Regions from separate parts of the Sus scrofa genome. Here all the other regions are linked to region 1. A link is a contact called in public Hi-C and HiChIP or PLAC-seq data. All regions are on one chromosome and are shown on one strand. Each heading gives the region's core, a stretch centred on a gene start, on an enhancer-like site or on the middle of the called end of the contact. The rest is flanking DNA. Distances are from core to core; before and after follow the strand shown.

Region 1 (6,361 bases), core at 2,781-5,280:
TGGTACCATAGTAGAGTAATCTATTCTATGGATTCAGCTATTAAAAGACTGAGTTAGATCTTTGCCAATATCTGATATGGATCAGATATCCACAATATACTGTCAGGTGAATAAAGCAATTGCATGTATTTTTACATATTTTACAAGAATTCTTATTTTTTTTAAAAAAGCCCCCAAACTAGCTATGTGTTTGTAAGTATGGATAAGGTTGGGAGTGATATACAACTCAGGCGGTTAGCACTAGTTCCCCTCAGCAGAGGGAAAATTGAGCCACAGCAGTGAGAAGCCAGATCCTTACCACCAGGGAACTCCAAAAACAAGGATCATTAATTTTAGAGTTTTAACTGCTTTAAATAGTCATACAAAGAAAAATGCCAGTATAAGTCTTTTTTCTAAGGCTTCTTCCAGCCTGGGTTTTATCTGGTGAAGCATCCAGCTGCCATCTCTTGGAGCCTCTATTTCTTGCAGAAGTCTGACAAATATGCTTTAAGGAGCATTCCTAACATACCCACCCTCACATAAGCATCAAGTCTCTGTGATGCTCTCGACCTCTTGTGTGTTTTGGTCGGTCATCACTCTCTACCAGCTCCATCTGCTTTAGAAAGAGCCCTCTGTGTGCAGTGACTGTGTTTCCTTTTTGCTTCACCCCATTACTCAGGTGAACCGTTTCTACTCTTCACCTTATAGCACAGCTCAGCAGATTTCTACACCACTGAGCTCCTTCTCGGTCCACTCCTGGCTTCCCCCGCCTCCCTGCAGCTTAAATGTAAGCCTACAAGGGCAGAGGCCACGGTATCACCTACCACATGCCAGGCAGAGCAATAATTTAACACTGATAAGGTCATAGGGCTGGAACCAGGCACTATTCTAAGTATGTCCTGTGTAGAAGTCATTTAATTCTCACGTCAAACCTTGGACACAGGTTTTCTTATTCTCCCCAATTTATAAATGCAGAACAGGCACAGAGCGGTGAAGGAAGCTACTATGACCACACAGCAGAAAATGGTACTTGAATAGAGCAGTTCAGATCCAAAGCCTGTACCCTATACAATTTACCTCCTCAATATTTGTTGAAAGCATGCTCATTTAAATGTTTACTGAGTTGAATGAAGCAGAGAGTTGAGTGTAAACAAATTTGTAATTATAAAGTACCTCTAGAGTAAAGATGAACACATTTAGCTATGGAGAAGAAGTTGGTTATAGTTTGTTACCTCTTGTACTGGAAATTAGCGGTTTTTTGAAAAAAAATTCATTGTTCTTGCCAAATCCATAAGAGATAATCTGTGCAAAGGGGAACATTATTAATGATTCGAGCAGGTTGAAGTAATATTCAAGGACTTTGTAACTCTTACGAAAACGTGGGAGTTAGAGAAATATACTTGTGTATATTTTTTGCTGATACCTTAAGGGATATTTATGTAGCTGCATTAATCGATGTAAAAAGAGCAGTGAACATCAGGCCTTGTTTCTCTGTTCCAAAAACAGATGTCAGTTACATTAAAAACTGTTGTCTTAATCACTTTCAGGCATCATTTTATTGGGGCTGGGGGACAGCAAAAATGTACAGAAAATTGGCAGCTCCTCCTGCCCACCAGTCTAGCTCTGTTAAGTGACATGGGATGCTTTCGCCTTTGTTTTCATTTCCATATTTAACAACAAAAGTAACACTTGATGTTATAAGGTTGTTCTGAGTAGCTTGTGGATGTTTGTTATGTTCTTTGAACTGTTAGAAGAAAGGTATTAATAAACACTAAAGCAAAAATCACTTATATAGGTCACAATTTGGGAATTCCCTTTGTGGCTCAGTGGTAATGAACCCGACTATTGCTCATGAGGACACAGGTTCAATCCCTGGCTCTGTTAACAGGTTAAGGATCTGACATTGCCATAAGCTATGGTGTAGTTCAAAGATGTAGCTCAGATCTGGTGTTGCCATGGCTGTGATATAGACCCACAGCTGCAGTTCCAATTTGACCCCTCGCCTGGGAACTTCCATAGGCCGAGGGTGTTGCCTTAAAAAAAAAAATAGGGCACTATTTAAGGATGGGTAGGAGATTCTGGAGGACTCTGAGTCATTATTAATGCTGTGCTCTAAAACAGTAATGGAATTATTCCAAAGTAGTTTTGTATATTCTTAGACTACCCTATATGTAGATTCCTTAGTCTTTAGACTCTACGTAGATGACTTTTTAAGCCATACAGCAAAAAGAAAAGTTCACTCCAAAGGTGATTACTGCAGCAGCCAGAGGTTTCTTAATGACAGAGATGTACAAACTGGAATACATCCAATTTAGGTTTCGTCCTGAATTGATCATGATCACAGCCATTGTCCCACAGGGAGAGCTTGGTCAAACCTGCAGCATGCTGGGCCTGCTAACTGGGCTTCCCAAATGCTTGCTGGGAAGAGAAGTGTCCATCTGGCTGTAGAGGAGCCAGTCCAGCCAGGCTAACTTTCCCACAGATAAGAGTTCTTAGGCAAGAAAAAAAAACAATCTGGATACACCTCGAAACTAAACATATGAGGGACAATATCTTGTGGAGCTACTGTCAATTTCAATGTCTCTTTTTGTTGTTTGTTTTTTTAACCTTAAGCCCTCCTTTGATAAACGGGTAATTTTTGTATTCTTTATAATTGAAATTTCAAAGTAACTTTGTGGATAAAAGGTAACCAAAGGAGATGTAAATTTACACATGATTTTTGAATATTTCAGTGCTTCTATCCTCCAAAGTTTCGGAGATGCATTACCCTCCTGTAACAGAGGCTAGTGTGATGCTAGGTTAGCTGTTCTGCAAAGCTCTTCCTAGAGGGGCGCTGATACCTGGACCGCAGTGAAAACATTAACACTGTGCCTAGCCTAGGCCATCGTCCCATTTGCCTCATTTGCTTTCTAGACAGACTGGGCTGCTCCTTCATGGCAGCATCAATTTGTCCTTTGTTCTGTGGTGCTTCCTAGGGATTTAAATTCGCAGTAGCATAACGATTTACTTATGGCACATTTCATGTTCCTGCCCATGATTACGCTGGCAATCGGTTAAAGATGGGTCAGCAACTTGGCTGTGGGTTTTTTCCCCCTTTGGTTCGGTTTACCAGTCTTCCGTAATGATGCAGACAGAATTCGTTTCCAACCTGTGAACGTGACCACTGTTTTGGTTTGGGCTTATCATTACCAGTCAAAACTGAAGAACAGAACTACAGCAACGAACGCTGCAGATTTTGACTTTTATTTCCAGTTTGATACGTGTGCCTCGTCAGATCCACAACGACGCGTCTGCTTTTTAAAGGAGGTGTGTTTCTTCCTCGGCTTTCGCATCACTGGAGAGAATTGAGGAGGCAGGAGAGTTCGGACTGGAAAACGACTGGGAATTCTGGCTACCGAGGAAGGGATGAAGAGAATTAGCAAAATGATAGATCCCCACATGTTTTTCATAAGGCATAGTTTATATTTCTAACCAGGTGAACCTTGGGTCGAGCTCCAAAAGTTCTTACTTCTCTTTTTTTAGCGCAGATGGAGACGCTCTCCGAGAACCAAAGTGAGTCTTAGCGCACCCCATCCCCTTTGCCTTTAAAGGACCCCTCTCCTTCCCGCCACCCACAGCAGCTACTACAATTCCCGGCAAGCACTGTACAGCGCCGCAGGGGGACCAGGCCGCGCGGAGACTTGCCCCGCGCGGAGCGTGCTGGGAGTTGTAGTCAACGAGCCTTGCTGCGCCTTCTGCTGTTAGGCATTCCAACTTGGTAGGTAGTGATGCACTGCAGTAGCAGGTTCCTCGCTGTCGTAATCGCAGTTAAACGTGACCGAGGATTGCGCTCTGCTGCCCTGCGGTGCGCGCCGCATCGGTGCCCTGGAGCCGAGCTCCGCCCAGGTCCACACCCGCTCCCTTGACAGCCGGGCCGGGCGTCCAGCTTGGCCCGGCCAGTGGCGCGCAAGCGCAGCAGTCCGCGGCGCGCCAAGCCGGCGTGGAGGGCAGGCCCTGCGCGAGACGTTCCCGGCCGCAGGGGCGCGCACGTAAGCACGCAGGAGCGTCACGTGGGGCGCCGAGGATCGCAGTGCGCGCGGCCGCGGCGGCTGGTGTGGGGTTGAGTCAGTTGTGAGACCCGGAGCTGCGGACCGGCGGGCGGCCCTCCGAGCCGGCGACACAGCGGTGGGCGTCGGGTTCGGGAGCCGAGCGCTGGCCCCGCGTCGACCCGGGCCGAGCCGCGCCGCCGCCCCCCGCCCGCAGCCACCGACCGGCCGCCGCGGGCGCGCCCCCGCTCTCCGCTGTCTCTCCGATGGCGTCCGCCTCCGGGGCCATGGCGAAGCACGAGCAGATCCTGGTCCTCGACCCGCCCACAGACCTCAAATTCAAAGGTGGGCTGGCGGGCAGGCGGGCGGGCAGGGTGGCGGCCGCGCCCGGGGCCCCTTCCCCCTCCCCCGCCGCCACGGCCCCTCCCGCGCGGGTGCGCGCGCCCCCGCCCCCCGCCCGGCGAGGCCGCCGCCATCTTGCGGCCCGCGGGCGCCTCGGTGCGGCGGTGGCGCTGGGCCCGGCCGAGCTGGGTCGGGCGGGGCGGGGCGGGGCGCGGCGGGGCGGGGCGGGGCGCGGGCGGGCTGGAGGGGGCGGCTCTGAGCGGTTCCCCCGGGAAGCGAACCCCGCCTGCGGGACAGTGTATCTGGGACTTGAGTTCCCGCACCGAGGACTAGCGCAGGGATCATGCAGGTGTGGCCGTTCCAGGGCTTGAAAGAGCAGCCTTACTGCCCTGCAGGGTTGCGTCCTGGAGAACAGCCATTAGGTGGTTTTCCTTGGGAGACGTTTGGGGTAGTCAGGAATTCTAAAGTGTTGCGTTCTGGGGTTTTGACAGCCGTGTTGTGTAACTGCCTTATTTTGCAAGCTCTTCAGTGTCTTCAAATTTCTTTGAATGGAAATGTCAGGGAGCTGCTTGTTAGGTAAGGAATTGATCTTAAGACAACCCCACGAAGTATTTTGAGAGGAATAAAGTACATTTTATTGTGGCAAGTTTGTGTGTGCAGCCTGATTTTACATGGTTTTCGCTGATAAAGAAAACACACCTTTGGGGAATCATGAAATGACCCAACTCAAATAACTGTTAACTTAGGATGGAGGAGTTTAGTGTGTGGTATGTGTTCTTTCGAGAATTTAAGTATTTTGCTTTGATTTTTTGGCAGGCGGAGTTTACAGAGGAAGTTTCTTCTCCTGGATAACCTGTGTGTATTGCCGCTAGGAGCTTAGACGCCTTTAACATGAGTTTTAGTTCAGGAAATATTCCTAGAGTTTGACACTTTCACAGTTGTAATGTTTTCATAGTAAGAGACTATTAGTAACAGAGAAGTAAGTTAAAAAAACAATCGTAGACTCTACACAGTGACGTAAAATATATTTAACCTAGTTAAGATATTGAAGAATTATTGGCTATGATATAGAACAGGTTGTTCTTGTGTTATGGATGAAAGTAATTCACAAGGCCTTTTAAAGTTTGGACATCAATTGACTTTTTAAAAAAGTTTTTCATTGAGGAATTTATAGGGACACGTTGTTTAGTAAACACTATTAAAAGCTTGGTGACATGTCTATGTTTAAGATACTCAACAAGGAGTAATTTATTCCAGAGGTATCAGCTAAGCAAGGTGGAGAAAAGATCCATAGTTTGTAGTTTGATGGGGAAAACGCACAGTCAACAACAGTAAAATGTGTTATGTTTTATCTTAGAAGGAGACAGGAAGGCGTATAGATGCTGTAATAGATGCAGAGCAAGCATGAGGAAAGAAGTCCCTTCCTCCTCCTCCCCTGCCCTTGCTTAGGAAGCTTGTTTTCAAATGGGGAAGAGGAGGGGGAGGGCTGGGGAAGGGAATGATTTGCTCTTCCAGGGATGTGAGAGAAGGTTGACTTATACTTAAATACCTAGTGGTTTGCTGTGTGCAGTTTAAGGTGGGTAATGGGGAGGCCTGGGAAAGAGGAGGGGTAGGATGAATTAGGAAGTGACATTTGGTGTCATTTGATTGCTTCTTAAAAGTTGTCTTAGTCAAAGGTAAATAATTTGCTTTGACTTTCTAATGAGCAGTTCAACATTAAGTGAGGAGACTCATTTAAAACTTACAGTGTCTTCTTTAAGAGAGAAAAAGCCTTTAATTTTGCCCTAAGTCACCTGTAATTTTTAGTTTAAGCAAAAGTCAAAGGATAGTTTTTCAGAATGTCACCTTCTGGTAGGTTTATTTGAACTATTTTGACTACATTTGATTAAGGTGATTTCTCCAAGAATGAGTGATTTAATCCTTCTGTGATTGGGTGGTGAATTTTTCTGTTCCATGCAGTTCATGTTCAGTTATCTTGATATGAATTATCACCACTTTGCCCAATTGTGGAGAAG
Region 2 (6,361 bases), core at 2,885-5,384, 210 kb before region 1:
CTCAGTATCGTGTAGAAGGGTCCCAAACTAAGAGGAAAAGTCCTGTGTGGTGGTGCATTCTATACCAGCTCCCAAGGCCCTTCCAGGGCATGCTGGTCACAGCTGACAGCAAAGTCAACACACACTAGAGCAGCTGCACACGCCCCAGCCCCACTGGAATCCCCTCCCGCAGCTTAGACCACAGCTCGGCAGCACGTGGGATTAATGGGCACCAGGCCGCCAGGCACACAGGACAGAGAGCACTGCACCAGCCAGGGCCACTCCACACTGTGAACTGGGCGACGTAAGAAAATACAACACTTAGGATCAGGAGGCCTAGCTTAAAATTCTGGCTAGTTCTTAGCAGTCTGTTGCCTAAGAGACCATTTTAGTCCCTCTGTGTGTCAGGCTGACGTTAATATCGGAGGTCCAGCTTCTCCACCTGACATGGCTCCTGGGAAGAACAATCCCTAAATGAAAGCAACGGAAACGTATGAAAACTAGGGGAAACCCTGAAAACTATGGTAAACCTACGAAAACTACCAAAGAAGTGTTTACGGCATCTATCTTTTCAGATAATCTTCAAATTATTATTTTTTCTTTTTAGGGCCGCACCCGTGGCATATAAAAGTTCCCAGGCTAAGGGTCGAATTGGAGCTGTAGCTGCTGGCCTACACCACAGGTCACAGCAACACCAAATCCTTAACCCACTGAGCAAGGCCAGGGATCGAACCTGTGTCCTCCTGGATACTAGTTGGATTCATTTCTGCCATGCCACAATGGGGACTCCTCAAAAAGTTAAATTTTAAATCAAACCCCTTCCATGCAATTCTTTTTATCAGCATTACCTTGTTAAATCTTACTTAAGCCCCATCTCAATGTATTCTAGAAATCTAGCAACTCAGATGTACATCAAGATGGCGTCCTTGAAAAACTGACAGCAGAAATCTAAATGAGAGCCTGTCGGTAACACTTCGGGCCTCCCATGGTCCCAGGAGCGGGCAGGGTTCCCCAAGCTCTGGAGTCACTCTGCTGAGATGGTGTGTCACCCGCCAGCTTTCACTCAGAAGTGCACCGTGTGTTTCTTCAGTGTTGGAAGGATCACTTTCTACCAAGAGGAGTGTACAGTTTTTCAGTGCATTATTCTCCTGCGCTTGATTTGAACAGTGCCTTACGACTGGGTCACTTACCTTTACGACCTGTGGAGAAGTACACATAAGGCACCACTTTTCACACTTTGGGGTTTTGTTCCTTTTTCTCCAAGAGTATCTGTCAAGTTCATCTCTGACCAACCCTTTTCTACCTACGTTTCTACTCACTCTGCACAGAGACTTAGGGGCTTAAACCCGACAAATGACCTGAGACCCTGATCAAGGTCTGGCAAGAACCCCCTTTTCCAGATCTAGGCCCACCCAGTCCTCCCTGGCCCCCAGCTGCTCAGCACTTGCACAAGGGTATTTACTCTCTTTTCAGTCTTAGTCCAAGTTCTGCATTTAGAAAAGGCAACCGAGATTCTGGAGCTTGAGCAGAAACAAGCTTTCTTGGCCTCCACCAGCTCGGCCAACACAGTGCAGTTGTGAGGGCAGCCCAGCCCACTCTCCCTAACATCCCAATGTCCCAGCTTCTCTTCTGGCTCTGGGTGTGACATATGACGAGCTTCCCATTTCCCTCCCTTCCCACCTCGCCTGGACCGAATGTCCCCCTCACCCATCCCAACATGACAGATGCCAACTGCTCCTTCAATTGGCCATATATTCGAAGATCCCCTGCTCCTGAACATCTTGGGTAATGTTATCACCTGTAAAAACTGTAGCAGCTTAGAAAAGTAAGCAATGATTCTAACCAACTACAAATATGCAAATAAATTATCTGTTCCTTCAAATGTCTCACGCTTTATCCTGAGTTAAAACACACCGGACAACACTGTAAATCAGCTACAAATGCATTAATACACCCACACACAACACCCCACTGGGTACTAATAGGACCTTAAAGAAGTTAACTGCGGAGTTCCCATTGTGGTGCAGTAGAAACAATCCAATTAGGAACCATGAGATTGCGGGTTCGATCCTTGGCCTCGCTCAGTGGGTTAAGGATCCAGTGTTGCCGTGAGTTGTGGTGTAGGTCGAAGACACGGCTCAGATCTGGCATGGCTGTGGCTATGGCCAGCAGCTGTACCTCCGATTAGACCCCTAGCCTGGGAACTTCCTTATGTGGAGGATATGGCCCTAAAAAGCGAAAAAAAAAAAGGGGGGGGGACAACAAACAAGCAATAGTCACCATCTACCAGCCACTATTCTAAGTGTTTTATATGCATTTATTTGTGCAAGGCTCTAAACAACCCTAGACTGTGGGTAATAGTAATTACACTAATCTAAAAACGGCAACATAAGGGCACAGGGAAGTTCAGTGAGTTGCCCGAGTCTGTCCAAAGGGGCGACATGAAGACTGGAGGAAAGCAGTCTGGCCTCTGAGCCGTCTAACAACTACTGTGCGAGCATGCCCCCACACCCTCATTATCACACTTGTATTAAAACTGCGTGTAAACCACTAGAGGGCATGGATTGTGACCATCCTGCCCACTGGTAGATCCTCAGTACCAAGCAGAACTCTGGAGGGTCATGAATAAATCATGGTTGAGTTCTTCACAGGTATGGCTTCTCTTCTAGGTTGCGTTCCCTAAGGGTCAAGGGCACAACTAACAGGACAGCTCACTTTTTAACCTTGACGAATGCATGGCACCTAAGTGGTAAGAAATGAGTGACAGCCCTTAACACCTGCTGAAGGAATGTGTTTTCTATTTACAAAACCTTGAACCTGAATATAAGCATGAGACGCCCCTGCCTCATCAGAGCCACGTCTTCAAGCCTAACTGTGCAAAAAACCAATAGCTACCTTAACATTTTAAGGTCACTAGGAGGGAGACAAGTGTCCTAGGGTAAAACATCACAGGAAATGTAAAAGTTGTCTTTAACTACCTGAGCGCTGCTCCCTTAAAAGAGCTCGTTACTTAAAAAAAAAAAAGTAAACTTATATTTTGCCAAAAATAAGTTTACATATGGTTCACTCACTTAAAAAAAAATACTCTTTTTAAGGAATCCTTCTAAAGAGTAAATCGCCCTCACTTCACTCAAAACACCCAGTCTTTAAAAATTGAGCTTATTTGTGGCAAGGGACACATTACACAATGCAAAAAAAGATTAACTACACGGCATTTAAAAGAGCTATTTCAAAGTGCAGCCACCTCTGTATTACTTACATCGACAGTAGCCACAGTAAATCTCAGCTCTGCCCGAACACACCACAAATTCTACCGCGGTTATCTCTGCAACTCAAGGACAATTTCCAAATTATTCTGTGTTCTCAGAAGAGCACACACGAAATGAACAAGTCCTTTCTGACGCTACTCTGGAAATGTCAAACTTTGTTTTGTTTTCCTTTCAGCCAAAGAATCGACTGTGAAAACTTGAGCATCTCCAAGAAAGCAGACATCTGAGTGTTCAAGAAGGCCTGGCGCCGTGCGAACCGCGCACCCTAGGAACGCGGCGGGGAAAGCGGCCCCTCCCGCCAGGCCACACCTTCCACCTTCCCGGCCCCCGGACCCCGGCGCCGGGAGACTGCGGGTCTCCGGCGTGCGGTGCCGCTCCGCGCGGGAGGCGCCCAGACCCTGTCCACGGTCCCAGCCCTCTGGCCCGGGAGGGGCCGCGGAGGCTCCCGGGCGCCCGCCTGCCCCGGCTTCCGCCCGCCGGTGCTCCCGCCCGGCCGCCGAGCCGCCCCCTCCGAGCCGGGCCGGGGACCGAGGGCCGGGGGCCGGGCGTCCCCACAGCCGCCGCCGCGCCGGGATCGGCCTCTGGACCCCACCGCCCGCCAGCCCCCCGCCCCGAGGCCGGCGCGCACTCACATCCGTCCGCGTCCTCCTGCAGGTCCTCCTGGAGCAGCGACAGGTCTGCGCCGAGGGAAAGAAGAAAGCCGTCAGCCCGCCGCCCGCCGCCCCCGGCCCGCGCCCCCCGCCCGCCGCCCCGCCGCGGGGCCCGTACCCGCCATCTTGCGGCGCCCCCTCCTCCGCCGTCGCCCGGGGACCGGGGCTACAGCGCGGCGCGCGCGGCGGCCGGTGGACGCGCGCGGGAGGCGGTGCCGCGGGGGCGCGCGGGGCGGGCCGAGCGCGGCGGGCGGACCCGGCCGCCCCTGCCCGCGCGCCGGCCCGCCTCCCGCCTGGCTCGCTCCCGGCCGCCCCGCCGGCGCGCTCTCGGCTCGGCCCGCCGCGGTACCGCGTGCGGTCGGGCGTCGTTGCCGCCGCCGGGGGCCCGCGCCGAGTGCTGGGCCGGGCGACCGGGGCGGGCGGGGCCTCGCGCCGCACGCTTTGTTGGGTCACGGCGCCGCCAGTTCGGTCGGCGGGGCTCAGCCCGGCCGCCACTCTATACACACACAGACACACACACACACACACCCCGCCCTGGCGGCTGCGCGCGCGGCCTCTGCTCCGGCCGAGACCGGGGCACTTCGGAGCCGGGAAGCGCGAACAAAGCCGCCGAGGGCCAGGCGCGGCGGGGCGGCTGGGCTCAGGCCGGTTCCGCCCCCTGGGCGGCGGGCGCGCGCGGGGCGGAAGTAAGGGCGATCCCCGACCTGGGGTTACTAGGATGAATGAGGGACAGCTGGGTCCGAGCGTAGGGTCCCTGACCTCCGCCGGTGCAGGAGGAAAGGCTTCTTTCTAGCTGTAGCTTTTATCCTGAAAGTGTTGAAACAATTTTGGTGGTATATGAGGTGCTGGAGTGAAACCTGTATCACAGGTTTTATTTTCCCTTGTTTTTACATGAGTTAAATGACGAGTACGACCTCTTCCACTCGAGGCCTCGGAAAGGCTCAGCTCCTGAGTGGGGAACAAAACAATGAGGCATCCTTACAGTTTTCGGAACAGGCCAGTTTAAAGTGATGCCACGTTGGGGGTCTGGACTCCTGGGGAGCAGAGAGAATTCCAAATGGTCTGCACTGTGGCCTTAACCAAGGGCACTATTACATTTAATGCCGTTAAAGACCCTCTGAAATTCATGATTCTGTGTAATAAAGTGGATTCTACTAGCTGTTCCAAAAACTTGCCTCGCAGATGCTACAAGATGGAATGCATGTTGCATAGTATATGTTAAGTTTCTGGGAGTAATAATAACTGGAATAGCACCTACGAGTCTAGTTGTGTGTCTTATTTTCTCAAATACAGAGTAATTAAAACTAAGAGCCAAACTGTCACGACCCATTTCTTCCCTGAGAGAAGGCCCTTCCCTGAATTCAGGTGACACTAATTCTCAAAATGACAAGGAGTTAGAAATTCACAGGCTATCAATTGACTCAGCCTGTAAGCATTTTGCCCAATGACACCTACCACTTTAACAATTCCGGGTGGAGGGGGGCAGGCACAGGATTTGGCTCTTTACACGAAGCGGTGATCTCCTTGCAACAACACAAGATCCAGGTCGCCAACTATGCTTCAGCTCCTGGACACACAAAAATAAGGAAACTATCTGGATGGTCTACCCAGTAAAGGCAGACTTCTAATTCTCAATGATTGTGCTGAAGTAGAGGTTACATACCCAGTGTTAGCCAGGGATGCAGAACGGCTAACCCTGCTTTTGCCTCACTGTGTTTTATCTCACTTTCTCTGCATTGGCAGCAGGGAGGAAGGTGTGTAATTTTGTCCATATTGTTCAGGAGCTGTGCATCTAGTTATCATCTTACCTGCACCACATGTTACAGCTGGTCCCTGGAGGCAGCTTGGTTTTCAGACATTTCAATGGGGCATCCTTACAGTTTTCGGCATAGGCACGATTTTTACATTTGATTTTTGTTCACCCTCTAGTCCTTTCTCAGAGATACAAGAAATGTTTTTTAAACCAGTATTTACTCTCTAAAAGGCACTGTTTCCTCCTCATAAAAAAAATGATATTTGAGGTGTTCCTGTCATGGCGCAGCGGAAGCAAATCCGACTAGCAACCATGAGGTTGTGGGTTCAATTCCTGGCCTTGCTCAGTGGGTTAAGGATCCAGCACTGCCGTGAGCTGGGGTGTAGGTTGCAGACACGGCTTGGATCCTGCGTTGCTGTGGCTGTGGCCTAGGCCAGCAGCTGTAGCACCAATTAGACCCCTAGCTTGGGAACCTCCATATGTCGTGGGTGCAGCCCTAAAAAGCAAAATAATAATAATAATAATGATATTTGAGGAGTTCCCATAGTGGTTCAGCGGTAATGAACCCGACTAGTATCCATGAGGATGTGGGTTCTGTTCCTGGCCTTACTCAGGGGGGTAAAGGATCCAGTGTTGCCGTGAGCTGTGGTGTAGGTCACAGAGGGGTTTTGGATCCTGAGTTGCTGTGGCTGTGATGTAGACTGGGAACA
Region 3 (6,361 bases), core at 2,585-5,084, 190 kb before region 1:
CACAATATCAGGTCGTAAGACTATAATTATTTCCCAAGGAGACATCTGATAAAAGAAATCTTCATGTGTGGAAGCATAGGGGTCATTCTGGCTGATACATGAGTTGACTTGAATTTTATGCTAACTAAAGTACCCTGTGTGTGGCATGTCAAACATACATTGCATGTCTGCTTTAATTATTAGAGAAAAGGGCACATTAAACAGAAATAAAGAATGTCTATGTTATTGTAAATCAACTATAATAAAAAAATTAAAAAAAAAATTTTTTTAAGAATGTCCATGTTGGGAGTTCCCTTTGTGGCGCAGCAGAAATGAATCCGACTAGGAACTATGAGGTTTTGGGTTCGATCCCTGGCCTTGCTCAGTGGGATAAGGATCCGGCGTTGCCATGAGCTGTGGTGTAGGTTGCAGACACAGCTTGGATCTGGCGTTGCTGTGGTGTAGGCCGGCAGCTGTAGCTCTGATTCAACCCCTAGCCCCTAGCCTGGGAACCTCCACATGCCTCCAGTGCGGGCCTAAAAAAAAAAAAAAAAAAAAAGAAAGAAAGAAAGAAAAAAAAAAAGAACGTCCATGTTAAAAATAAAGATTAATTGCCTCACTTCTTGGATGCCAAGATTTGTCCTCCTTCGATGATAAGACTCCCCTCCTAGGGGCAAGGCCAGCTGCCTTGCTGTGTACGTGCTGGACTCTTCTTTTTGTGAAACCTTGAAGCGATGTACCCTTTACTTGTTAATGTTCTTTGTTCTGAGCAGATTAAAACCGCTGAAAACCTTCTCATCAGTTTCTTGAGTCATCTGGGAAGCAGACTTCTGGGCTTGTCCTCAGTTTGGCTCTAATTCAACTCTTTTCTATTCTCATTATGGATTGTTTATTGATTATTTTCATTGACCTACCTTTGAATAGAAAGAAAGGAGAGCAATAAACCAACAGCCCCGTGCCCTTTGAGACCCAGCCCAGCAGCCCCTGGATGGGACAAGGCTGGAAAAGGCTGAAGGATAGGATCTGGGCTGAGGGACCAAGCGCCTCTCCCATAACTAGCAGCAGTGTTTACAGCTTTACATTAAGAATGCAAAGGATAGGGAGTTCCCCTCCTGGCTCAGCAGTTAACAAACCCGAGTAGGATTCATGAGGATGCAGGTTCGATCCCTGGCCTTGCTCAGTGTGTGAGCTGTGGTGTAGGTCGCAGACGTGGCTTGGATTCTGCGTTGCTGTTGCTGTAGCTCTGATTTGACCCCTAGCCTGGGAATTTCCATGTGCCGTGGATGTGGTGCTAAAACAGCTAAAAAAAAAAAGAAAAAAGAATGCAGAGTATAAATGACAAGGTCCTGCTGCACAGCACAGGGATCTATGTTGGGTATCCAATATATATCCAATATATCCAGTATACACCACGACGGAAAAGGTGATGAAAAAACATATATATAAATATGAATCACTTTGCTGTTCAGCAGAAATTAACACATTACCTACCTCACTAAAATAAAGTCTTAAAAAAAGAATGCCAAAGAGATGAAAAAGATAGCAATTGAAAGACAGAGTTACATTTCCATAGAGCATCTATATCTTTGGGAATGGCCAGGTGACATCTGGGCTATGGCCTTTGTCATCCTCTCTTCTTCCTGACAGCGAGAAGTGGAGAAGTAGAGAAATCTCCTTTCTACAAAATTAAAGGACAATTATTTCTCTAGTTATTTTTTAATGATCGATAATTGTTTAATTGTTGCTCTTTCTGGTAAGGTTCTCGTGTGAGACACATGGTATCTGAATGAATCAATCCACTGTAGGGTGTGTTCTCAATCAAGGGAGGAGAAAATGCCCTGGAAGGTCCCCAAGGCTGCCGGTCAGTCGTACCTCAGATTAAAAGCCTTTCCTTGGAGCCTACAAATCAAGGAGCAGGGCTGGGCTATTAGCTATCTAAGTAACACAGGCAATCTGATCTGCACATGTAATCAATTCAAACACACGAAGGGTGGGGTTGAAAGAACTCTAGGGCCCTAACCCTATCTCTGCCACCTGTCAGCTGGGTGACCTTTATTTACTTGTTTGTGGATTGAGAAAAACCTGTAATTACTAAGGGCTCAAATCTGCCAGGCACTCAGTTCACAAAAGGAACTTAAATGTTTTCTTCTGTCAAACAGGGAAGGCACTCACTCAGCTTCCTGCTGTGCTGTCAGGGACCACATGCTGGGAACCGCCTTCCCCCAGGCCTCTGGATCTCCTGTCGGTATTATTCTGTTATCTGCACCCTCACTGCAGTCCCCACAAAGCCCCTAACAAACTCCTGTACACTTAGTGGGCACTCAGCTGTTTACTGAATCAAACCAATCCCCTCAGAATAATGCTTTCCAGCAGTTATTGTCTAAAGGAATTTGCAACTACCTTTAAGAGGGTACCTAGTCATATTCTTCCTGTGGGCTTTTCCCTGATAGCTGAAACACAAACACAAATGTATTTTGAATTAAACATGGAATGAGTATTTTCCATCTTACACTGACTCCATCTTTAAAAGTAAATTTACAGTTTATTTCCATAGAAAATATTTGTAGAGGTACATTGAAGGAAAAAGATATGAAGTTCTTAAATTGCGGAAATCATCTCTTTTCAGTAAACTCCTTTGTAAATAGTGGTCTGTTTAGCTGATCGGGACACAATTTTAATAAAGCCAGACCAAGGTTTAATCCCTACCTGGAGTCCAGGTACATGAAGCAGCCACAGGCTCTTCTTTCCCAAGCTGCTGCCAATCACTAGGAATCTGCAGCTGGGCAGGCCTCTGGGAAAGTCTGCCTTTGGCTGCAGACTAAAAGCACCTTCTTTGTCTTCTTGTAAGGAGCCTCATTCCTTTATTTTATAAAGTGGCTTTCAGGTAATCCAGCAAGAGGTAGAGAGCTTCTGATGGGAATCCTTGTTGGCACTGACCTGTCACTGCCTGCCCAAGTCTTCATGAGTAACGTGTTTCTTCACTTCCAAAAACAAAAAAAAAGTCACTGACAAAGCGAAACGATAATTGGTATGAGTAACTTTTTCTTTTTCTGCAGAGAAATCAGGGTGATCCAGTAGAGCGAGAAGATGTTTGACCTGAATATAATCGAGTTTGAATCTCTGGAAATGCAGGGAATAGAGAAATCAGGGTGATCCAGTAGAGCGAGAAGATGTTTGACCTGAATATAATCGAGTTTGAATCCCTGGAAATGCAGGGAATAGAGGAGCCAGTTACACAGCTTCTGGAGAAAACAGAATTCTAGCAAGTGGGAGATGAAATAGGGCAGCAATTCATGTCAACAAAGTGAATGTCAGGATTAGAAGCAAGGAAGAGGAGTATGTTCTAGATTAAAGGAAAAATTGTATTTTTTTTTTGAACAGCTAAATGTAAGGCATAACTTCAGTTGGAGTTTGGCTTGAATAAACCAGCTGTTGACAATTTGGAGCAATTGTGGAAATTTGAATATAGGCTGAGTATTACTTGATCAAAGGGAATTACTACTAATTAGGTTGGGTGTGATTATGCTACTATAGTTATGTAAGAAAACATCCTTATTTTTTAGAAGTACATTCTAGGTATTAAAAGATGAAATGAAACATCTATTTAAAAAAAAAAAAAAAAAAAGGAGTTCCCATCGTGGTGCAGTGGAAATGAATCCGACTAGGAACCATGAGGTTTCTCATTCAATCCCTGGCCTTGCTCAGTGGGTTAAGGATCTGGCTTTGCCATGAGCTGTGCTGTAGGTCACAGACACGGCTCTGATCTGGAGTTGCTGTGGTGTAGGCTGGCAGCTGTAGCCCCGATTAGACCTTGCTTGGGAACTTCCATATGCTGTGGGTGTGGCCCTAAAAAGACAAACAAATTTTCAGGAAGTCCCCTTGTGGTGCACTGGATTAAGGATCCAGCATTGCTGCAGCTGTGGCATAGGTCGCAGCTATGGCTTGAATTCGATCCCTAGGAACTTCCATATGCTGCAGGTGCAGCTATAAAAATAAAATAAAATAAAATTTACCCTCAAACAAAGATAGTGAATTCCTTATCTTCCATGATGAGAATGTAAGACCCATGAAAACAAGGGTGCTTCTGTCCTCTCACTGCTTTAACCTTGGTCACAGTTGCCTTAGTAATGAGGGTGGTTCCTGGCACAGGTGAGTGCTCAGCAGACAGCAATGAATGAGTCTGTGATGCAGGATGAAGCATATATCAAAAGTGTACTCAGTAAAGTGTGATCAGGATATCACATGGATATACTCTATGATAAAACGTGGCTGCGGTCCACATTCATAGAAGAAATTCCATTTCAGTTTAATCTGAAACACTTTACTTCTTGCACAGAGATTTGGAGACCAGGGTTCCTGATGCAGCAATTGTTAAGTAAAATATGAAGGCCATGTCCAAATATATTCTGTATGGAATCTTTCATATGGATGGAATGACATGCCAAACATTGATATAATTTAATTCTTTCCAGTAAGAATTCTCAGTGGAGCCAGCCCTAGGGCTTTCTAGTGGGCAACTGCATAGGGTGTGGGACTATCTTTCCCAAAATATCTCCCTGTAATCTCAGGGCACAAAATGCCTGAACTGACAGCATTGGGGTATATTTCTCAAACCTTTCAAGGATTATCATTTTCAGAATTCTTTTTTTTTTGACAACATATATTTTTTCATCTTTTTTTAAATTGCTCAATGAATTTTATTACATTTATAGTTGTACAACAATCATCACAATCAAATTTTATAGCATTCCATCCCAAACACTCAGTGTATTCCCCCACCCCACAACCTGTTTCCTTTGGAAACCATTAGTTTTTCAAAGTCTGTGAGTCAGTATCTGTGCTGCAAAGTTCATTGTGTCCTTTTTTCACATTCTACATATATGTGATAGCATTTGATGGTGGTGTCTCGTTGTGTGACTGACTTCACTTAGGATGATAATTTTTAGGTCCATCCATGTTGCTGCAAATGCCATTATTTCTTTATTTGTAATGGCTGAGTAATATTCCATTGTGTATATGTACCATGTCTTCTTGATCCACTCCTCTGTCGATGGACATTAGGTTGCTTCCATGTCTTGGCTATTGTATATAGTGCTGCAATGAACATTGGAGTACGTGTATTTTTTTCAATTCATGGTTTTCTCTGGATAGATGCCCAGGAGTGGGATTGCTGGATCAAATGGTGGTTCTATTTTTAGTTTTCTGAGGCATCTCCATACTGTTTTCCACAGTGGTTGCATCAATTTACATTCCCACCAACAATGTAATAGGGTTCCTTTTTCTCCACACCCTCTCCAGCACTTACTGTTTGTAGACTTTTCGATGATGGCCATTCTGGCTGGTGTAAGGTGGCACCTCATAGTGGCTTTGATTTGCATTTCTCTAATATTAGTGATGAACATCTTTTCATGTGTTTTTGGTCATCTGTAGGTCTTCTTTGGAGAATTGTCTATTTAGATCTTCTGCCCATTTTTCGATGGGGTTGTTTTTTGTTATTGAGCTTCAGGAGGTGTTTATAAATTTTGGAGATTAGTCCCTTGTCAGTCGCTTCATTGACAAATATTTTCTCCCATTCTGAGGGTTGTCTTTTTGTTTTGTTTAGCATTTTCTTTGCTGTGTAGAAACTTTTAAGTTTAATTAAATTCCATTTGTTTATTTTTGTTTTTATTGTTATTACTCTAGGAGGTGGATCTGAGAACATGTTGCTTGTCATTTATGTCAGAGAATGTTTGGCCTATGTTTTCTTCTAAGAGTTTTATAATGTCTGGTCTTATATCTAGGTCTTTAATCCATTTTGACTTTATTTTTGTATGGTGTTAGGAAGTGTTCTAATTTCATTCTTTTCCATGCGGCTGTCCAGTTTTCCCAGCACCACTTATTGAAGGGGCTGTCCTTTCTCCATTGTATATTCTTGCCTCCTTCGTCATAGATTAGTTGACTATAGGTGTGTGAGTTTAATTCTGGGCTTTCCATCCTGTTCCACTGATCTATATGTCTGTCTTTATGCCAGTACCATATGGTTGATGACTATAGCTTTGTAGTATAGTCTGAAGTGAGGGAGCCTGATTCCTCCAGCTCCATTTTTCTTTTTCAGGATGGATTTGGCTCTTCTGGGTCTTTTGTGCTTCCAAACATACTTTAAAATATTTTGTTTGAGTTCTGTGAAAAATGTCCTTGGTAATTTGATAGGGATTGCATTGAATCTGTAGATTGCCTTGGGGAATACAGTCATTTTGACATTATTGATTCTTCCAAACCAAGAGCATGGTATGTCTTTCCATCTGTTTGTGTCATCTATTCTTTTCTTTTCTTTTCTTTTTTCTCTCTCTCTTTTTTTTTTTTTTTTTTTTTTGGTCTTTTTGCCTTTTCTGGGGCTGCTCCT
Region 4 (6,361 bases), core at 2,031-4,530, 130 kb before region 1:
AACCTACACCACAGCTCACGGCAATGCCGGATCCTTAACCCACTGAGCAAGGCCAGGGATCGAGCCTGCAACCTCATGGTTCCTAGGTGGATTTGTTTCTGCTGTGCCACAATGGGAACTCCTACTTTCTTTCTTTTCTCTTTTTTTGAAAAAGAACCCTTTTCATCATTTTAAAATTCTGAGGACACCCAGATGGTCCTTGCTTCACCTATGAGCTCCTCTCACAGACACAGACACATATTTGCATATCAATTACAATGTGGCCTATTGTAAAAGGGATTTAATGGCCAATTAACAAGTAATTAACAATTCCCTGGGAATAAAAACAGAATCTGGGTCATTAAAGTTTAACCTTGTTTCCTCTGCCCTGAGTCTACTTCTGCTGGTTCACATGGCACCGCGAGCAGAGACCTCGCACCTGCTCTTCAGACCAGGGTCCTGGTGCAAAAATGGCGGCTGATAGTGCACTGAGGGCCGTGTGCAGAAACCCCGCCCACCACACCTCAGTGCAAGATGGCGGGTGGGCCGTGTGCAGAGTAGCACTGCCCAGCACTGTGATGTGGAGCATGAGCAACAGTCACGCCTGCGTGCTGGAGAGCCCCACCTGCGCCTGCCTGATGGATCCCTGCAGAGCAGCCCCATCCCCTGGTCTGCAGAGAACATGTGCTCTGGAGCGAGTGCACACATCTCTGTTTTCTGATCAGAGTAAAGCTTTCTTTCCTTTACTTCTTAACCAGACTCTGCCTCCAACACCTGGGAGGAGGACCCTTGTTGGAGACAGGAGGGTTGGTGGCTTGCTGAATCAGTGCCAGGAGAGCTGTGAGCAGAGGACATGCAAGCTCAGGGGAGACCTAGCAGAGGTGGGATCTGAGCAGCTCCTTGCAGGGTGATGGGGTCCATCAGCCAGGCAGAGAAGAGGTGGGTTTGGGAGGTATCACAGTGCATGCTGTAGAGTTCGTTTTCATCTTGTAGATGCCACTGAGGACTTAAAAGCAACAGAAAAGCAGAAATCTGAATTCGAGCAATGACCTTTTGCTTTACAGGTTCTCATAAGAAAAACTTGCCTGTTTCATTTTTTAAAATTTGATATATTCTTAGTTATGTACACTGGATTTTTATCCCTGCTTAAATCAGAACCCCTTTAGATTTGCAGAAAATTCCAGAGGAGTCAGACTGGATGGGTCCTTCGTATAGTAATCCTGAAGTGTAATAACAGCATTCCTAGGGAACACTATACCTGTAACAAGCTGAGACCCACCCAGGCCATGACACACCCCAAATACGTCTCAGAGCAGCCAGTGTCCCTCCGTCCTGGGAGAGCTTTGTGCATCACCTTGGAGACCAGGCTTTTAAGTCCCCAAGAGTGACCTGGCTGATGAGGGGGTATAAACCTACAGAGGTGGTCCACTTGACACACCAGGGCTGGCGCTTTGTAAGTGCTGGGCCTGCAGAATGAGACCTAAGTGGGGTGATTTTAATGGGGTGGGTGTGGGGAGAATAAACAGACCAGTGATTCTTGGGGGGTGGAGGTGGGGAGGAGGCCTGCATAAGCGTCTGTCTGGGGAGAGCCCAGATACCAGAGAGTGAGCATTGGATTCACCGAGGCTAGTGGAGAAGAGAGGAGAGGGAAGAGTAGTGAAGAGGGTAGGGAAAAGATGCGAAATTCTGCCAGCTCCCTTTTGTCTGGAGGTGATCCTGCCCTCAGGAACCTACCTCAGTTTTAATGGAAAATCCTCCCACTCTGGCTTGGCCAACTTTTGGGAAGTGAGAACTAGTTTGACTGACTTTTGGGAAGTGAGAAGAAAGGCCAAAGGGAAGCACTTCTCTGAACTTATGCTGTTCCGTCCAGGACGGCAAGGTGCTCAGGAAGGCTACTGGAGGCCTTGCCAGGGCTGCTTTACCACCACGTATCTCTGCAGCTGTGTGGGTGTAACCCTGCTTAGCAGACCTGGGGACAGTGAGGTCCTGTGACCAGGCTGGGAGATTCTGGAGAGGCCTCTTTTCCTCCTTCCCACACAGAAGACCAGCCTTGCTGTTGATACTAAATAAAAGACAGGTACCAATACAAGCATCTCCATGTTGCACAGGACCTGCATGCATGTCCGTCCAGCTACGTTTTGAACAATTTAGTCCAAATTTGTGTAATCCTCCGCAGCCCGCTCAAGCCAGGAGAAGCCCCCACTGCCCTGGGAGATTAATGGCCATTTTCCAGGTTTTTTTGTTTGTTTGTTTGTTTGTTTTTTGAGGAGGAGGGGGGCCCGGCATTTTGACCCCAGCCTTTTAGGAGGTACCCATTGTGTGGGGCTACCTGGGTGCCGGGGAGCTTCAGCATGGCTTCAGGAGGAATAAAGCCAGAAAAACCAAGGTGGGTAGTCTGCTGGGGGGACAGAAATGTCTTTGATCAAAATTGGCACGTTAGGACAGAGCCCTGAGAGTTCAGTCAGGGGATGAAGTTTAAAGAACAACGTTCTTTCCAAACTGAAATGCCAGGCATAACTCAGGTACATATGTCCAAAAAGCTGACGTTTCCATGGCAGCAACACAAGAGGTGGCCTGGGTGGATGAGGTGCCTGCCCCACTGTGGAGAAGAGAGGGCAGTTCCCAGAGGCCTCTTGACAGTCTCAAGCCTGAGCCTCTTTGTTTCCCAGTCAAGGAAGGATGCAGAACGCTGGCCGCCAGCTACCTATTTCTAGCTGGTATTCTGAGGGCCAGGCGTCTGTCCAGACAAGTTGTAGCATTTTCTGCCCTGGGCAAGGCAGCTTCCTCACTAGAATGTTTCCCTTTTCAGATGCCGACACGCCTGTTTTGGAGGGAGACACAAGGCCATCGCTTCTAGACCCATTTTCCATTACATATAGGAGACCGAGCTCTGGGCTGAGAGTGACGAGCTGTATGGGGGTGAACTGAAGCCTGCCCACCCTCATAGTATTAGGGGATGGGCTGCAGGGTCAGACCCTCAGATCCTCCTTCCCATCCTCACAACTTCTGTCAAGTGCCATCTAATGACGGGGGTGCACACAGCCTTCCAAGTGCTCCCTGTAGATGACCACGGCGCACAGCATCTCCGGTGACGCCGCCAGTCGTGGGGGCCAGTCCCCAGGGGAACTGACGGGTCCTCCTTCGGCCCCATAGGCTCTGCAGAGCGGGCTCCGAGGCCGGGCTGGTTGAGGGGAGGAGGCCCCGTCCCGGAGGCGGCCCTAGGGGCTGACGCCGTCGGGGGCGTTCCTGGGAGCCAGCCGGCGAGGTTAGCCTCGCAGCCCCGGGAGGAGCCGGCGGCGGCCACGTGACCCACCGCGGCGCGCCCGGCAGCCCAGAAATAGCAGCGGCGGATCCGCCCGCGGGCTGCGCAGGGGGGAAGGCGGGGACCGGAGGACGCCGGCTGGCGGGGCGCGGCGCGGCCCCGGACGATGCTGAGCTCCTGCCCGGCCCGGCCCAGAGCTCATGATGGCCATCCGGGAGCTCAAAGTGTGTCTCCTCGGGGTGAGTCCTACGCCGCCGCCGCTGGGGACCCTGGTCCGTGCGTCCCCCTCCTCCCCGCGCCCCGTCGTCTCCGCGCCCTGCTGGTCCCTGCTCCCCCTTGTCTCCTGCTCCCCCTTTGTCCCCACCTTCCCCTGCGCTCCCTGGTCCGTGCGCCCCCAGTGTCGCAGGCACCCCCTGGTCCGCGCGCCCCTCTTTCCCGGGGCCCGCTCCCAGTCCCGGCTCTGCTGGATTAGGGTCCGAGCCTACTCGGGAGCTTTCTCTATTCGGTCCACCGCCGCTGGCCCGCGCTCCGGGGGCCGCTCGGGCCTCGCCAATCTCGGGCTGGGCCGGGAGCCCGGGACCCCTCCGCCGGACTGGAGCCGCGGCCCCCGCCTCCGGGAGCTTTCTCCTTCGCCTTTAATAATTTCCTTCCTGCGGAAACTTTAAGTTAGCTAAGGTGCCGAGTCCTTTTGCGTCCCGTGGGCAATTGGTTTATTTACTTTTTTTTTTTTTTTTTTTTTTTTTTGAAAGCTCAGCTCAGGGTGAGAAAACGCGAGGGGATGACCCGGTGGCGGGAAGGTGAAGAGAGAACGTACCATAGAAAACGCGCGCCTAGAAAACTTTCGAGCTAAGGGTAAAGGCAGGATGAGAAAGTCCTCCTCTGACCCCACGTCCCTCCCAAAGTGGGTCACTCTGAGCCTGAAGAAACGTGGAGGAAGCCAGAAACAAAGACAGAAACAAACACCCAAGGGATGAGGAGCTGTCAGATGGCACAGGGCAGCCCCTTGGGGGATTCAGATGGTGTTGAGGGGCACTTCCTTTTGGGTGCCCACATCAAATTACAGGATTACTTCTTTGGAAGGAGCTGGTTTTAAGCCCTGTTTTCAGCAGTTTTTGGCATTGATGCCTAGTGTTCAGCCCTTGGCAAATCTGGTCTCTCAAGTAAACCATTTCCAAAAAAAGCAGCAAAGGTTGGACCCGTTCTGTTTTTCTCAAAGCGGTGCTCACTGGTCTGTCAAGGAAGACGTCCAGAAGCAGATAAAGAAGAAATGGTTCTAGGTTAGGATGGAATTGTCCCAGGCCCTGGGGCTGTCTGGATACCCTCTAGGCTCTTCTGGAACCTGGGGCAGGACACTGCTCTTGGCTGTCTCCCCTCACTGGCCTTTGCTAGAACTCTGGTGTCCTCTGGCTGTCCTGTTTGCCTGGAATTCCAGGGGATCAAGCAAAGGCCCTTCCTTCCCTGTGACCCAGCACAAGCCTCTCAGCATTCCGCACCCCCTGCTTGCACAGCCCCACCACCTGGATCTGACTGGGATGCTGTTCTCATCTTCCTCGGTTGACCTTTAGCAGCATTGCAGGAGTAGGTCTGCCAGGCTCTCTAACCTAGTCCAGACATAAATCCAGGAATCCCATATTTTCCTTTCAAGGAGTCATTTCAGCCTCAAGGAAGCTGGTCAAAGATGCAGAAGGAAGGTCTGGTCCCAGGGAACCAAGGGGCAACTCTGACGTGTGTTTGTGTGGGTCAGGATTGGCCTTGGGAATAAATGAAATTGGAAATGATTTTCCTTTTTTCCTCCATGCTCTCTCCTTAGTCATCTACTGGTGGCACAGGCCCTGCTCCATCCCATGAATTATTTTCAATTTTGCTACTGTTTCCTTTTTTCAAGGATGAGTGTTTCCTTCTACAAGGAGCAGATCAGGTAGAAAGCCTGGGTTCTCCTTCTCCCCCATTCACTGGCTGTGCAGTATCGGACAAGTACCTCAGTTGCCTCATCTGTAAAATGGACATAATAACATCTTCCCTTTAAGTTAGAGGACAATACCAGATGGTCTTCTAAGACACACGGTGCCATTTCCTGCTATCCTGTGATTCCAGGATGACAGCAAGCTTGGGAGATGAGAAAGCTAGAGGAGATCCCTTTAACTTTTCTTCTCTTATCTCTAAGAATGGAACAGTTGCATTTAGTGATTTCCTGGAGACAATGCCTCTCCTTGTCTGCTGGTCCTTTGCAGTGGCTTAGCTGGTAGGAGGTTGAGCCTGGAAGGGATGAACAGTCCCAAAGCAGAGCAAGAAGTTTTCTGGGCAGATGGGGAGACCTTGAAAGCTTCAATCCTATCACACCCTATCCATGCCCCCTCCTCCTTTTTTTTGAGAGTGGCTCTAGGATTTAGTCTTGTTTAGGTCAGAAGACACCTTATGTGGAATATTTGAAAGGGCCAATGACCTTATTATCACACTGTGTAATATTTCTTCAGTCCCCCGGGTTTGGCTGGTCCTGTCCTGGGTGATATGTGTGACAAGCTCTGTTTGCAGCTGCTCTTCTAAACAAGGTGCTTCTCCAGGTGACACAGCATCTGGGTGAGACCAAAGACATGTAACTGCTGAGTCTGCTCTCTTGACTGGAGAGAGCCCTGGGAATGGGCTGGAAGAGGGAGTTAGCACCAAGCTGAGTCCTCCCAGATTTTAGCAGGAGCCCCAGCTGCTTTGTTCTTTGTAAGAGAGGCCTGTCTTTTCTGGATGAAATCTTACACACAGCCAGCCCTCAGCTTCCTGTTTTTAGCCCCCTCAGATTGCAGTATGACCCAGCCCTTAGCAGCCATGCCTGCTGCTAGAATCACTTTCTGTTGGGCTGCCTTGAGAAGGGGATGGGAATGGGACCATTTAGCTGAAGTCTTGCTCACTTCAGAGTCTGAGGGCTTGGTCCCTCTGTGCCTGGTTGAAGGTCCCTGTCCCTGATTACCTGGGGCCATGCTTCCCCATTTAAGGGGCATGATTGGTTTCAGCAAGGGCAGTGCAGACTTTTGCCCCTCTTAGCTTCTCCCCGCGGGGGTGGAGGTTCCTGACTGGAGGGTCATTTGTAGCAGGTGGTGTGTACCTGTGTCTTCCAGAATCCTGATGTTT

The links. Hi-C and Micro-C count contacts between places; a contact is called where the count stands out from the background. HiChIP or PLAC-seq counts read pairs in DNA pulled down with a chosen protein or histone mark.
Region 2: a Hi-C map of fetal skeletal muscle shows a contact between it and region 1, with 2.4 times the contacts expected there. The contact joins the promoter of PPP4R1 here to the promoter of VAPA in region 1. A contact is called at or near these places in 4 of 5 promoter capture datasets (fetal liver, fetal skeletal muscle, liver and 1 more), 15 of 47 Hi-C or Micro-C datasets (alveolar macrophages, blood, embryonic fibroblasts and 9 more) and 2 of 2 datasets of contacts at active chromatin or transcription factors (alveolar macrophages and skeletal muscle).
Region 3: a contact with region 1 is called in an H3K27ac HiChIP or PLAC-seq map of alveolar macrophages. The contact joins the enhancer-like site here to the promoter of VAPA in region 1. A contact is called at or near these places in 2 of 5 promoter capture datasets (liver and skeletal muscle), 7 of 47 Hi-C or Micro-C datasets (embryonic fibroblasts, liver, mesenteric adipose tissue and 4 more) and 1 of 2 datasets of contacts at active chromatin or transcription factors (alveolar macrophages).
Region 4: a contact with region 1 is called in a Hi-C map of liver, with 5 times the contacts expected there. The contact joins the promoter of RAB31 here to the promoter of VAPA in region 1. A contact is called at or near these places in 4 of 47 Hi-C or Micro-C datasets (embryonic fibroblasts, heart right ventricle, liver and 1 more) and 2 of 2 datasets of contacts at active chromatin or transcription factors (alveolar macrophages and skeletal muscle).

Annotation. Positions count from the first base shown.
Region 1 is chr6:98,251,941-98,258,301 of Sscrofa11.1, reverse strand. VAPA (vesicle-associated membrane protein-associated protein A) reads left to right here and starts at 4,030. Exons shown (of 7, transcript XM_021096053.1): 1 at 4,030-4,349. The coding sequence starts at 4,271.
Region 2 is chr6:98,460,606-98,466,966 of Sscrofa11.1, reverse strand. It overlaps PPP4R1 (serine/threonine-protein phosphatase 4 regulatory subunit 1), which reads right to left and starts at 4,134. Exons shown (of 20, transcript XM_021096060.1): 1 at 4,017-4,134; 2 at 3,881-3,925. The coding sequence starts at 4,023.
Region 3 is chr6:98,443,349-98,449,709 of Sscrofa11.1, reverse strand. No RefSeq gene overlaps it. Among named protein-coding and RNA genes, the nearest start is that of PPP4R1, 16 kb to the left of the region's middle. Within about 2 kb of position 3,834, at least 1 of the 83 cell types and tissues checked has an H3K27ac peak or open chromatin away from gene starts, as enhancers often do. A contact at or near this core is called in alveolar macrophages, where this site is marked.
Region 4 is chr6:98,382,776-98,389,136 of Sscrofa11.1, reverse strand. It overlaps RAB31 (ras-related protein Rab-31), which reads left to right and starts at 3,280. Exons shown (of 7, transcript XM_021096057.1): 1 at 3,280-3,480. The coding sequence starts at 3,442.